2 separate regions of the Danio rerio genome follow, and region 2 is linked to region 1. The links are chromatin contacts, called in public Hi-C maps. All regions are on one chromosome and are shown on one strand. The core of a region is the stretch at or near the end of the contact, and the rest is flanking DNA. Distances in the headings are between cores, read along the strand shown. Region 1 holds the start of anxa13 (annexin A13). Region 2 holds the start of gpr158a (G protein-coupled receptor 158a).

What was found. A called contact is a pair of places that touch in the nucleus more often than the background predicts.
Region 2: a contact with region 1 is called in a Hi-C map of skeletal muscle, with 3 times the contacts expected there. The contact joins the promoter of gpr158a here to the promoter of anxa13 in region 1. A contact is called at or near these places in 2 of 18 Hi-C or Micro-C datasets (embryo and skeletal muscle) and 2 of 4 datasets of contacts at active chromatin or transcription factors (caudal fin and embryo).

The regions. Positions count from the first base shown.
Region 1 is chr24:6,566,197-6,572,645 of GRCz12tu, forward strand. anxa13 (annexin A13) reads right to left here and starts at 3,762. Exons shown (of 11, transcript NM_131774.2): 1 at 3,740-3,762; 2 at 1,693-1,768; 3 at 1,433-1,527; 4 at 114-284. The coding sequence starts at 3,754. All of the region lies in intron 7 of gpr158a (G protein-coupled receptor 158a), which reads right to left.
Region 2 is chr24:6,692,948-6,699,396 of GRCz12tu, forward strand. gpr158a (G protein-coupled receptor 158a) reads right to left here and starts at 3,811. Exons shown (of 8, transcript XR_012399680.1): 1 at 2,491-3,811. The region is part of intron 2 of LOC141380815 (a long non-coding RNA gene); the gene reads left to right.

The DNA.
Region 1 (6,449 bases), core at 2,512-5,011:
AATCCCTTCAGAGGAAAACATATTAGTCATGAACAACTATTTGTCCCTGCTCTGGAAATGGTCACATTCACAGGAACTTGCGGAAATGTTCAATTCAAAACAAACCGACATACATCATTGGTAGCAGTGCACAGAATCTCCACCAGCACATCCTCATCTGTTCCTGCGCCCTTCATTGCCTTCCTGAGCTCTTTAACTGCAAACACGTGAGGAGGGTCCAACATGGCAAGAATGGCATTCTCAAAATTCCCAGACAGCTCACTCTTCAGAACATCCACCAACTCCTTCAGGGAAAACAAATCTATGAGTGCAAATCTATATGCTTAAAATACAAATGCTATTTACTTTAGTGAACATTAAAGTTAAAAAACACTTCATACAAGTTTTTCTAAAACAAAGTAAACTTTGTTCCTCAAAGTTAGTTAAAAATCAAAGCACATAAATCTGATTTAAATTTTGTAGAGCCGTTCCTTTGACTTCAGTACATCTGTGTTAAAAGGATATCACTAGTTACTCACTTGCTTACACTGCTCTGCCACGATTTTACATTTATGTACAGTATTCAGTAGATACTTCTATCCAAAGAGACTTCCATTTGATGAAGATACACATTTACTCAAGTCTGGATTTTACTAGGAGTCAAACCCACAATTTTAACATTGCTAGCACCATGCTTATCAATTTGAGATACAGCAACTCTTGCTCTCTTTTCTTATCTTAACAGTTCAGTGACTTACTGAAGAAATCACTTTGTGGCCAAAGATTCCTGAGATTTTTAATAAGGTTCAGGATCAGGACTCTGGGCTGGCCATTTCATTATTTCAGTATTTCTAGTTTTTAGAGGCCTGCTTTACTTTTTTTGCTGTTTGACAGGATCTCATTGTCTTATGTATTAAACTTGCTGGTTAATCAGACAATAAAAGCAGGGAAGAAATATCATGTTGCCAAAGGAGCTTATGATAAACATTTGCATTCACTCTGTCATGAAGCTCTGTAGGCTCATCATTACAAAAACATGACATCTCTCCACCTCTCACAGACTACTACTGTACACACTTCTTTGAAAATTCAGGGTTTTCCCAGTATGATGACAAATACAATGTTTCTGATAAGACCCAAATATATTTGCATATTTAAATTGCTTTATTTACTAACGTGAACTTGTGGACCACAAGATACAGGTATCTGAAAGTTTGCTTATTTACCCATTTCAAATATTGATTAGTGCTCATTTAAAAATATCTTAAGCTTTTTATACTGTGCCTCAGAATACATGTAACTCATAACATATGCTTTGAAAACTGCTCTTTTAATCCTGTTAGTAATTTTAAATAAGTCTAAGCAGTGACCTTAAAGTTTACAAAGTTGTAGATTGCTCAGTAATTTTGATCTCCACTGTTTATTTTCATTAACTGCTTTTCCGAATACTCACGTCATCATATTTCTCAAAGTAGGCTTGCTTGATCTCCATTCTCTGAGCTGCACTTCGATAGGCTAGGATGTCTATGATGGCTTTCTCGTCCGTTCCTTGGAAATTAAATAGAAAGTTAGAATATTACACTCTAGTGACTTAAAGAGTATGCAAATAACAGACTAGCTATAACACAATGTCAAACTGTAATTGCAAATGAGATGTAATTGACAGACATAATGAATGCTTATTAGGATTTTAGAATCACATAAGAGTCTCACCGAAACCTTTGCAGGCTTTGCGGATTGCCTTAATGTCCGCAATTACATCAAAGTCTTCATAAGGCACAATTGTTGGCTGAAAAGAAAAGGAAGATATAAAGTCAGAATTCTTACAAATGTCATAATTGTAAAATACTTAGTCAAACCAAAAATTATTCAGACCCCAGAATTTGTTTTATTAATTATTATATACAATTTAAAATAATAGTTAATTTATACAAGTTCAAATAAACAAAACTGGGAACAGCAGGAAGAAACTAAAGAAGCTACTGCAGTGAGTCTAGAAAATGCTGAATTCCAGGCTTGATGAATGCACGTCTTGATTTTTCCAAGTACCTGATTATCCTGGATTATCATCCATGTTGATTCTAGAACATCATTTTTGTTGGAAAATGTGATTCATACCTATTCCCTACCCCTAAACCAAACAATAACAGTAAATCATTCCCAAAATCAGAGGGGCAATATTAGTTATGTATTATAACAATCATGTAGAAGTGCATTTACCTAACCATTAACTTTGATTGGCTGATTGGAATGTTGTTCCAGGATTAACATACAGTAGATGTTAATCCAGGAACATGTCCTACTTGATGAAATCGAGGTTTAAATGGCAAGAGTTCTTGTAGGGGACAAAAGTAAAACTGATTCTTATGTCCTTCTTCTAACAGTCATGGATGATTTTTCACTTCCACATTAGAGTTTGCAGTATTTAGATTCAGATGTTTTAAAAAAAAATGCATATTGCAAATAATAATAATAAAGATATTCTAATATTATAAAAATATTCTAAAATTGTAGAAAATTAACATATTGCATTGTTGGGTTGTTTAAGAAACATTTGATGGAGCTGAAATGTACAATGGAAATCCAGTTAAATGTTTTTTTTAATCGCATATATAAATATATTTGTGTATTTATTTTGTTTATATATATATATATATATATATATATATATATATATATATATATATATATATATATATATATATATATATAATACTAATACTAATAATAATAATAATATATTTGCAGTGAACATTAACAAGGCCAGATATAATTAAAATAAACAAGATTAAGCCAGTAAATCTAGCAAATATTGTTGCATTACTTTTGACCCAGCTGATGGGGTCAAAAGTAACAATGTGCAACTTTTGTTTAAAGTGAAGTTATATTGGACGTATTTTACAGTGATCCAAAATAACACCGGATTTTGATAGAGCACTTTTGGGAGGTAATAACCACCAGAGCAATGTATTTCTGCTAAAACCATTATCCTTTAATGTTGAGTTTTTATTAAAAATTGTTTACTTTTGTCCCCGCTCTCCCCTGTGTGTTGGAAAAATTATCTTGATAAATACTCTTGAAAAATAATAAATTCCACAATTTCAGATTGAAATTGATTTAACGGATTTATTTGCATTTTATTTACATCTGTACTGAGCAACAATCTCTCCAGCGACTGAATAGGCTTGTGTGTCAGTCTCCCCCTATATTAACAAAAGCCATGGAATGCTCGGAGGAAGCGCCCTGTCCAAACACACAGTACCGCCCGATGGAGGCCCCTCGAAAGGCAAATATGAAGCGGAGTTTGCCACCATCTCCTCCCAAAGCGTTTCCTCTGACTCATTGACATAACGGGACTGTGACACATTCCTTCCCTTCCTTTACAGCATCATATATATAACAGTATACACATTTAAATAGCAAACAATTTGGTTTTAACGTTTAAGAAAACAAAAACAACCGGAGACGAGGCAGAAAAAAAAAACACACACACGAGACGAATCACAGTCGGTAAAGGATGCGCTTCTCAAAAACATCCTGACAACGCAGTACAAATGAGTCAGAAATCATAACTGGATTTTATTCGCTTGTCTCAACCTTCAGTTTTCTTTCCTTCTCCATATGACAGATTTTAATTTGATTACTTCTTTGCGACGACGAGTCCCGTAGTAAACTCAGCGCAGATGCTACAGCGGTTACCTACCGATTTACGACCGCACTAAAGTGTGCGTTAGCAGAGAAAATGAAATGAAATACTCACTTGACAGTTTCCCATGATGAGAGTTTGGTGTTTTTGATGATCTGATGATCTGACCGCTGTCCGAACTGCAGGCCACACGCAATAGTTTCTGTAAGTGACGTCAGCACGTAGGGGAATAACGGGATGGATTGTAAACGTGCCCCATGGATGAGAGCCAAAATGAGCATTTAGAAAAATAAACATTATTGTTCAGCGTTGCTTCTGTAAGCAGCCTATTTATAATTCTGACAAATGTGCATATGTGTCACAATTCAACTTTTTAAGCATTTAGAAAGTAAATGAAAACCTCAAAACAGCTATATTGTGTTTTTACACATAGCAAAATTAAATGAAAATAATTTAAATTAGTTTTCAAATTCCCCATTTATTAGGAGATACACAGTAACCTGCCTGTTTAAAACATTTCTTTACAATGTATACAATGAAGTAAGGGAGCCCTCTATTGGGCATTAAGCGGAAAAATATTATGAAAAGCATCAACTAGCCCAGTGGTTCTCAAACTTTTTTCACCAAGTACCACCTTGGAAAAAAATCGTCTCTCCAAGTACCACCTTACGACGCTATTTTTTAACCAGTATTAAAAAATAGCGTCGTAAGCCTAATTAAGCAGCTACAGGTGTGCACAGTTTTAAAACGAGGCAGATTACTTCCTATTAGTAAGAATATGTATTATTGTCAGTCACTTTAAACATTTGAAATAGTCTGAACATTAACTGTGCTTGCAGATAAAAAAAAAAGTTTTAGTTAAAATGTGCTTTTAAAAGTTCATAAAAAAATGGCGCTGTTCTTAAAAAGTAAAAAGAAAACTGCTGTACTTAAATCTAAAGTATTCATAGTAGCCTATTCATCAAAAGCTGGAAATGCTGCTTGGACCTTATAAATATAGGCTATATGTCATATTCATACACTTTCAGACAAATCTTGAAATAAATGTTAAATGTACATGACAGGGTTCATACAGGCACAGCCTAATGAAAGTCAATTCCAGCACCTATTTTTTTTTTCCAAGACTGACATGCTATGTATTGAAGACCTGAAATGTATTCTCAGCAACCCATTAAACACTGCATAGGAATAGATACAAATAAAAACCATTAATAATAATATTTATTAATCATATATTAATAATATAATAAACCTGCACTAAGTCCTTGTGAAATCTTTTTTGTACTCAAGTAAAAATACTATTACACTGCTAAAATAACAAAAATTTTAGTAAATAATACTAATATTAGTTAAAAGTACAAATTACTCTTTTAAAAAGTACTAGTTGGTTACTTTTGAAAAAAAATCTTATTTTCATTATGAAATCACTTTTTTTAAGTGTAAACCTAATTTAATGGTTTGATTGCTTAGCTTGCATAGCTAGATGTATAATTTGCACTAACAAAGGAAGTATAGTCAATTTTTCCTTTCATGACAATTAATCTTTTTCAATAGCACTGGTAAAACTACCAAATAATCTTTAAGGCCATAGAGACACTTTTTGCCCATTTTTAAAAATATATATTTTTAAGCTTTGAAAGGTTAAATTAAAGTATATGGTAAAAAGATTTAAATTTAGCCTTTTATTTACATATTTTACACTATTTTCTTTACAATATGGCAAATTTGATTCTTAAATAGCTGTACATCACATGTAGATTTTATTTTACACTTGATCTTAATCTAAAATAGAAACGTAAAAAAATACAAGTACACTGTCAGTAAAAAAATAAAACAAATGACTTCATTTTACTTGAGGTATTTGAAATATGACAACACTACATTTATCAAAGCAGTGCTTTAAGAGCCTTATTGTAAATTGTGATAAATAAACAATAAGTAGGCTAACAATGGATTGCTTTGACCTGTAATGCTTTAGGACAGATCAGAATACAGCTAAATGTATAAATCACACAAATACCTCATCCAGAAACATTTCCAGCATAATTATTTTGTCGTAAAGAAATAAAAAAAGTTCCACCTTTGCTAAAAGTAAGTTTCACTTCACAACACAGCCAAATAAGAAGACCATTAGCATTGTCATCGATCATGTATCAATCTATTTCTAAATATTTGATAACTTTGAATACTTTTGATTAAATTGGTAAGGAGCAAAGATAAATAATGTATTCTTTAATAGTGGAGAGATCTCGATTGTATTCAATCTGAGCACACACGCGATCATGAGAGCACTTGCAGTTCATTTGAAAAAAGCCTATTTAAGAGCTCACATATTTGTTTTAGCGTGAATGTGCTCTCGTGTTAAAAAAAAGCACTCGCCGCATTTGCAGAAATGAGTAATTGCGCAATACCTTCATTCCCGCGCCGCCATTCAGAATGTATTTAGAGGAGTGACAGGTCAGAGGCGAGTCGACTAGCTGTCGGACAGCGAAACGTGTATGAACATCAAATAGGCAGGAAATATGTCCGCGGTTTAATTACTCTGCTAGACATCTCTGTAGTGAAAACATCCGAGAAGCATTATTCCAACAAAACATTTGTTTTTAAGTTGTTTTTTCTGTCTCTGCAACACAGAAAGCCTTTGTCCCGCCCTTACGTTTCACGCAACTAGACAAGGTCGACTGTGATTGGCCACTTTTCATGTCAGTCAAATCACGCTTCAGAATCAATTCTTAAACTTCGGAAACTGATTTTCAGCAGCTTATGTCACAAAGCACTAAAATAAACATTCTAAGCACAGAGCTGTGATCGTACGCTTCACAAA
Region 2 (6,449 bases), core at 2,561-5,060, 130 kb after region 1:
TTGGAGGCTGCTGTCCTCCTGAAATCACATTTTGGTCACAGACACACACTTTGAGAGCCTTTCTGACTAAATAAATGTTGTTTTCCACAAAGGGAACCCAGGGTGCTGAAATATAATTGTCTAAGCTGGCATTGGGCAAGTTAAATGACTAAACAAAGACAGAAGTTACAGCATGTGACGCAGTTTTTTTAACGCAGAATATCTGACTTCAGCATTGTTTTTCAGATAAACAAGAATGTTCAACACAATCTCACGGCAATTCGTAACTTTTTGATTTAGTGGCTAATTCGTATGATCTAGTTCGTACAATTTAGTACGATTTGCTCATCCCCCAATGACGGTTGGGTATAGGGGTGGAGTTAGGTGCCACGTCAATTTTTTACTGAACTCGAATTTGTAAGAATTAGCCACTAAACTGGCAAAACGTAAAATACTTACGTTTGCTTGTGAGATCAGGCTGGAATGTTCATTTAGCATGTATCTTAAATATCTGCAATCATATTATGGCATTTTTATGCTTTAGATGAGTCAAAAACTTTCATACAGCACTTTTAGGCTCTAAAAGTGTAAATGGTAAAATTATTTTCAATTTAGAAGAAATGTCATTCAAAGCTTGCAGGTAAAATAATAATAAAAAAAAAATAATAATAATAGTTATTTAATAATATTAGTAATATTATAATAATAGTAATTTAACAATAATAATAATAATAATATATATTTGTTTTGCTGGTTGTTCAAACTACTTATTTTAAATGAATTAAAAAACACAATTCTTGAGTTTTGTTTGGTGGACAACTTAATTGTTTCATGTTCAATCCACTTAAATTAATTTACCTTAATCGATTTGTGTCTGGCCAATATGGATGACTTGTGGAACTCTGCATTTGTTTTACAGTGTATAATACCAATTTTTATTGATATAATCCCAAAAAGTTTTGTTATAATCAATGAATTTCACTACAGTCTTTACTAGACATGCCAATTCAGAATTCATAAATGCACAGAACTCAGCATTGAATAAAATGCTGAGTGCTTTGTTGATTTCATCTTAATCCCCTCTGATTGGCCATTGTGTTCATTAAATCGACAGAAATGACTATGATTGGTTTCACTGCAAAAAAACATACTATAAATGGAAACATTTGACACTCTCCTTACAGAAAAAAATGTCTTGAAAATGCTTCACATGTGCAATTATTTGTTAAAAATTATATGTGGAACACAACTAAAGCAGGATTTTGCAACATTTTGCTATTTTCATGGGCTTTTATAAGGATTTGGTGTGAAAATACAAACACAAACTGGTGTGTATGCCAAATATGTTTTGCCAGTATCAGATGGGCCACCTGATTCCCTGAGACTCTAAAGGGCCACTTTTCACTTAAAGGGTTAGTTCACCTGAATATATATATTAAAAAAATTCAGTGTTTACCCTTAAGTGATTACAAACCTATGAGTTTCTTTCTTCTGTTAAACACAAAAGAAGATATTTGAAACAAGTTGCAAACCTGTAACCAATGACTTCCAAAACTGACTTTTAAAAACAAACATGATGCAAGTTAATGGTTACAGGTTTCCAACATTTTTCAAAATATCTTCTTTTGTGTTCAACAGAAGAAAATGAAACGCATAAATGTTAGAAACAAGTAAAGGGTCAATAAATGATGACAGATTTGTAATTTTTGTGTGAACTTTTCCTTTAAGTCTATCACTGCCATGCATTTAAATCATAAACAATTCACCTGAATAAATGTCGAATTCTTGCTGAAGGACCAGTTGGTAACGCACAATATAAGCTTTAAAACCTATGTCTATGGTGCTGGTACCTGTGGGATTAATTAGTAAACAGGAAACAGCCTTATTCCTGTTCTCTGAGCTCCATAGAGTAACCGGCGGCCCTTAACACATCTTTCAAAAGAGTCAAGGATGTTTGTACACAGCATCTCTCCACCACGTTAACCAGATCAATCCAAACATCTCCAATGACTGTGGTTGTATATTGAGAATTGAGCTGATTGTTCGGGGGCCAAGGGGTTTCTTGCTATGCAACCGGCATGGGTTATTTTTAGAAGCACTCTCTACACCTGCAGTGATGCTTTGCCATACTAACCAACAACATCCAGAGCACAAAACGCAAACACGTGAATAATAAAACTATAACAAATGACTATTTTTGCTGGAATAGGGGGTTTTGTGATTATGTAATAAGAGACATTAGTCTGAGACACAATTTTAACCAAAATGCACATTGAAATATGCATTTTCTGTCAAGTACTTAAAAAAATGTGTTCTGGGAAAGAAAAAAGCTAAATGAACAAATGAATAAATAAATAAATAAATAAAATAAATAAATAAATCTTATTTTACTAAAAAACTATTCGACTGAGCATATTATTCATCTTAATAGCATATTATATGTATAATCTGCAAATAAATGATACAAATAAACCCCCATAAAATCCATTTTCCCCATGTAAACAAAGTTACCTGAAGTCTGGGTTCCTGTTGGGTTTAAGGCCATAGAAGCCAGCTGACAGTGTCAAGAGCCATCTGGGTATGAAATTCCCATTCTCGCACTCCAAGTACGGAGCTGACCAGTGTATCTGAGTTTTTTCGGTAATATAACTTTCTCCACTGCGCACGGACGCGTCAAACGAGGCAAAATCTTGACTCAGCACTCGTTTTTGCAGATGTGTCTTCTTTTTATGTTTGTGCTCATGATACCACTCGGTGTCAGCCGTTCTGTTTCTCAACATCCGATGGGTAATGTTGGATAAATCCTGCAGAATGATCTCTCCACCTGCCCGTGTAGCCTGAAGGTAAACAGGTGGTCCTTCAGGAGGGGATTCTGTGCTCAAGGTGACCACCGCTCGGTGGATCTTGAGGTCTCCCTCCAGGATACTCCTGACCAGCGCGTTGTACCACTCCATGTCTGCATGTCTGGGGCTGTGATTTCTGGATCGGTTTGTTTGTAATATCATGTTGAGGAAGTTTGTGGCGTGAAGGACCGTGTCCAGGACGCTGCGCATGGAGTGATGCGCGTCTCCGCGCGTCCTTCCCCGCAACACCGCCAGCTCATATCTCCTGGAGCAGTTGGCGTGCTTTAAGGTGGAGGAATCCCCCGTGTGCAGAAACGCAGTCACTACTTTGGGTACCTGCTCCTCGATCTTCTGCACTAAACCCGAATGGGGCTTCCGGAGGTGCGCGTGCTGGTTGCTGTGCGTGTTGTAAATGGGCAGCTTTCCTTTCAGGTCCCGGTCATGTTCCACATATCTATAATTTGATCCTATAACAAATCCCACTTGCAAGAGTAACGATATCCGGATTATGGCCATATCCTTCGATCCCGCTCTTCTACCTTACCAGCGTCAGTTGAGCAAATCTGAGGCGAGAAATCACAGCTGGAATTAATCAAATCAGCACAGCATCTTCACCTGTGGATTTTCGCGCATTGCTGCCACTTTACTCCCGTCCAGAAGACATGTATCGCATCGGTAATCCCCTTCCCCTCAGATACATTAGTGTTGTTTGTGTAAGTGATGCTGGTTTGCTTTTGTATCTCGTCGCGGGAGCGCGGCAGATGTGCAGGATCCCCGACGCTCTCCTCCCAATATGATGCTGGACCACAACAGACGTGATCGAATATGAGAAGGAGAAAAAATCCTATTTTTCGGAGCCAGGGAGTCAGTACTTCACACTTGGATGACAAACACACTCCGCCCTCTTTCCTCCACTCCAGTCTTAAAGCATGAGAACGACAGAAACCATTTGCTATAACATCTAGTGATGCCCGATTCACGAAGGACTCGTTTAGTGAGTCGGTGCTTCTCTTTAAACCGGTTCGCAAATCCGTAACCAATCGGCTGCTCTGATCTGAACTGCTCGAAAGAACCGATTCGCGGAAATGAGTCGGACTTCCCAACACTACTAACATCCCGTCTTCTTCATCACCTTATAGGGTTTGGGAAAGTGCCCTTGATTGGTGTATGGTCATTTCGGCTGTCAGTCATTTGACGGAGGGCGTGTTTGTAACACTGAAGGAGCTATCCAGTACTGAAAGGGAAAGAAAAAACATACATTGAAAAAAAGGGGCGATAAATCACATTAAGTTCTCGGCTTTCGGCAAAAATAGACGCTCGATGGGAAGGAGTACATTTATAAAGGCTCCTACTGCATAAACGTCAACAAGACGAAGCTGTTTAAAAGATGCATTGCTTGAGATAAACGCTTTAATGTCGAGGTTAAATTATGAGCTGGACGTTTTTTCTTCTGTGTGGTCGTGTCCATCTGATATTTTTATGGCCGTCTCGTTATTAAGACGGCATCAGCTGCTTATAACGGTTTCTGTTGCGCACCTGTGCTTTATTTGTTGATATATGACATATGCGTCAGACAGGCGTTTTCGGTAGCGTTGCGTCGTGTCGCGTTGTATGTTCAGCGTTCTGCGCGAATAGAAAGTTAAACTGAGATACTTGTGTGATTTTTTTTTCATAATTTTCCGTCTGTTTTTATTAACGCGCCTTCACACAACACACATTTCACACTGACCGCGTCTGTGCTGTCATTCAGTCTTTGTAGATATGCGTCAGACTGACGTTTGAACCTTTGCGTCGCGTCTCTGTTACTAGGCGCGTTTAAGTCGCTGTATCAAGTTTTACACAGTTCCAAAACGCGTTTTTAAAAACAAGGTTATATACAAGCCGATGTTGTGACATCCATTCTTGAGTTAAACATGCAGAGAGAGCTGTTTGCGCAGCGCTGTTTTTGTCGCGCGCTGGAGGAAATACTGCAGTGAAGCGAACAGCACAGGAGGAATGCATGCGACTGCGTGAGGATGTGAATCATGGTGCAATATGAGTCATCATCACTGCACGAGCGTTTAATCCAGATCTGTAAACAATGAGATGTTCAAAGCGAAATCTAAACGCGTGCGTCAGGGGCGCAAATGACTCAAGCGTCCAAATGAATTGAAACGGCACATACAAACAATCGATGATGCCATCACTGTCTGCTGAGGTACACGGCTCGAGCTCGACAAAGCTCCTCATAGAAATATACCTGAATCATACTGTATGTGCGTAAATGAAAATGTGTGCACATTATAAATGATGCAATCATTTGATGATGTTATGAAATATTGATCATCCTTCACCTATGTCAACTTGGTTCCTGTTGCAAATTATTTCGTTGTCATTTAGAGAAGTTTTCAGTATAGATTAAAAGTCTGACTTGTTTTCTCAGCCTCTTGCAGTGGCACATCATGTTTTGTAATATTGGGACATTAATATTAAGCTAAAACAAAAAAGGCATACATTCTGCTCTAAATAACAATATATAAATGTTGTTTCTTAGATTTTTCTCACTGAATGTTCATTAGTCTGCTCTAAATTAATAAAGTTAATTAGTGTCGTCATTTCATTATCATTCATACTCCTTGTTTTAATTTCCAACATTTTATTTCATTTAAACATTTCATTTGATTTCCATTCATTGTCAAAAGTACTTAAATTAATTCTTAAACTATTGATTTTCCCATTATTTAATGCACTTTTGGTTCTGAATTATGTCATTAAACATGTATACAGTATGCATGTCTATTTATGAAACAATTCAGCATAAATTTTGAAATATATATATATATATATATATATATATATATATATATATATATATATATATATATATATATATATATATATATATATATATATATAATTATTATTATTAATATTATTATTAGCCCCCCTGACTTATTAGCGTCCCTGTTTATTTTTTTTCCCAAATTTCTATTTAATGGAGGGAAGACTGTTTCAGCACATTTGTAAGCATAATAGTTTTAGAAACCTATTTCTAATAACTGATTTATTTTATCTTTGCCATAATTACAGTAAATAATATTTTACTTTATAATTTTCAAGACACTTCTATACAGCTTAAAGTGCCATTTAAAGGCTTACTTAGGTTAATAAGGTTAACTAAGCAGGTTATGGTAATTAGGCAAGTTACTGTATAACGATGGTTTGTTCTGTAGACTATAGAAAAAAAAATTAGCTTAAAGGGGCTAATAATTTTGTCCCAAAACAATATATATATATATTGTTATCTTATATATTAGCTAAAAATATATATATATATATATATATATATATATATATATATATATATTTTTTTTAGGAATGATCAAAAAGGAAAAATCAATACCAATAAATACATGATCAATACATAAATATATTGTCATATTCAACAGCCTTGACTGCTTGAAACATCACATCCAGGATGTATTTTGCAGTCTCCAGAAACGTCCACATGACTCGATTTTCAGAATAAACCTGGCCTGCAGATTTCCGTTTAACACAATCTTTGGAGTTTCTGTTATATTTTTGGTCCATAATGACATATATAATTATTAACAGTCATCATGAAACATTGCATGCTTTATTCTGAGC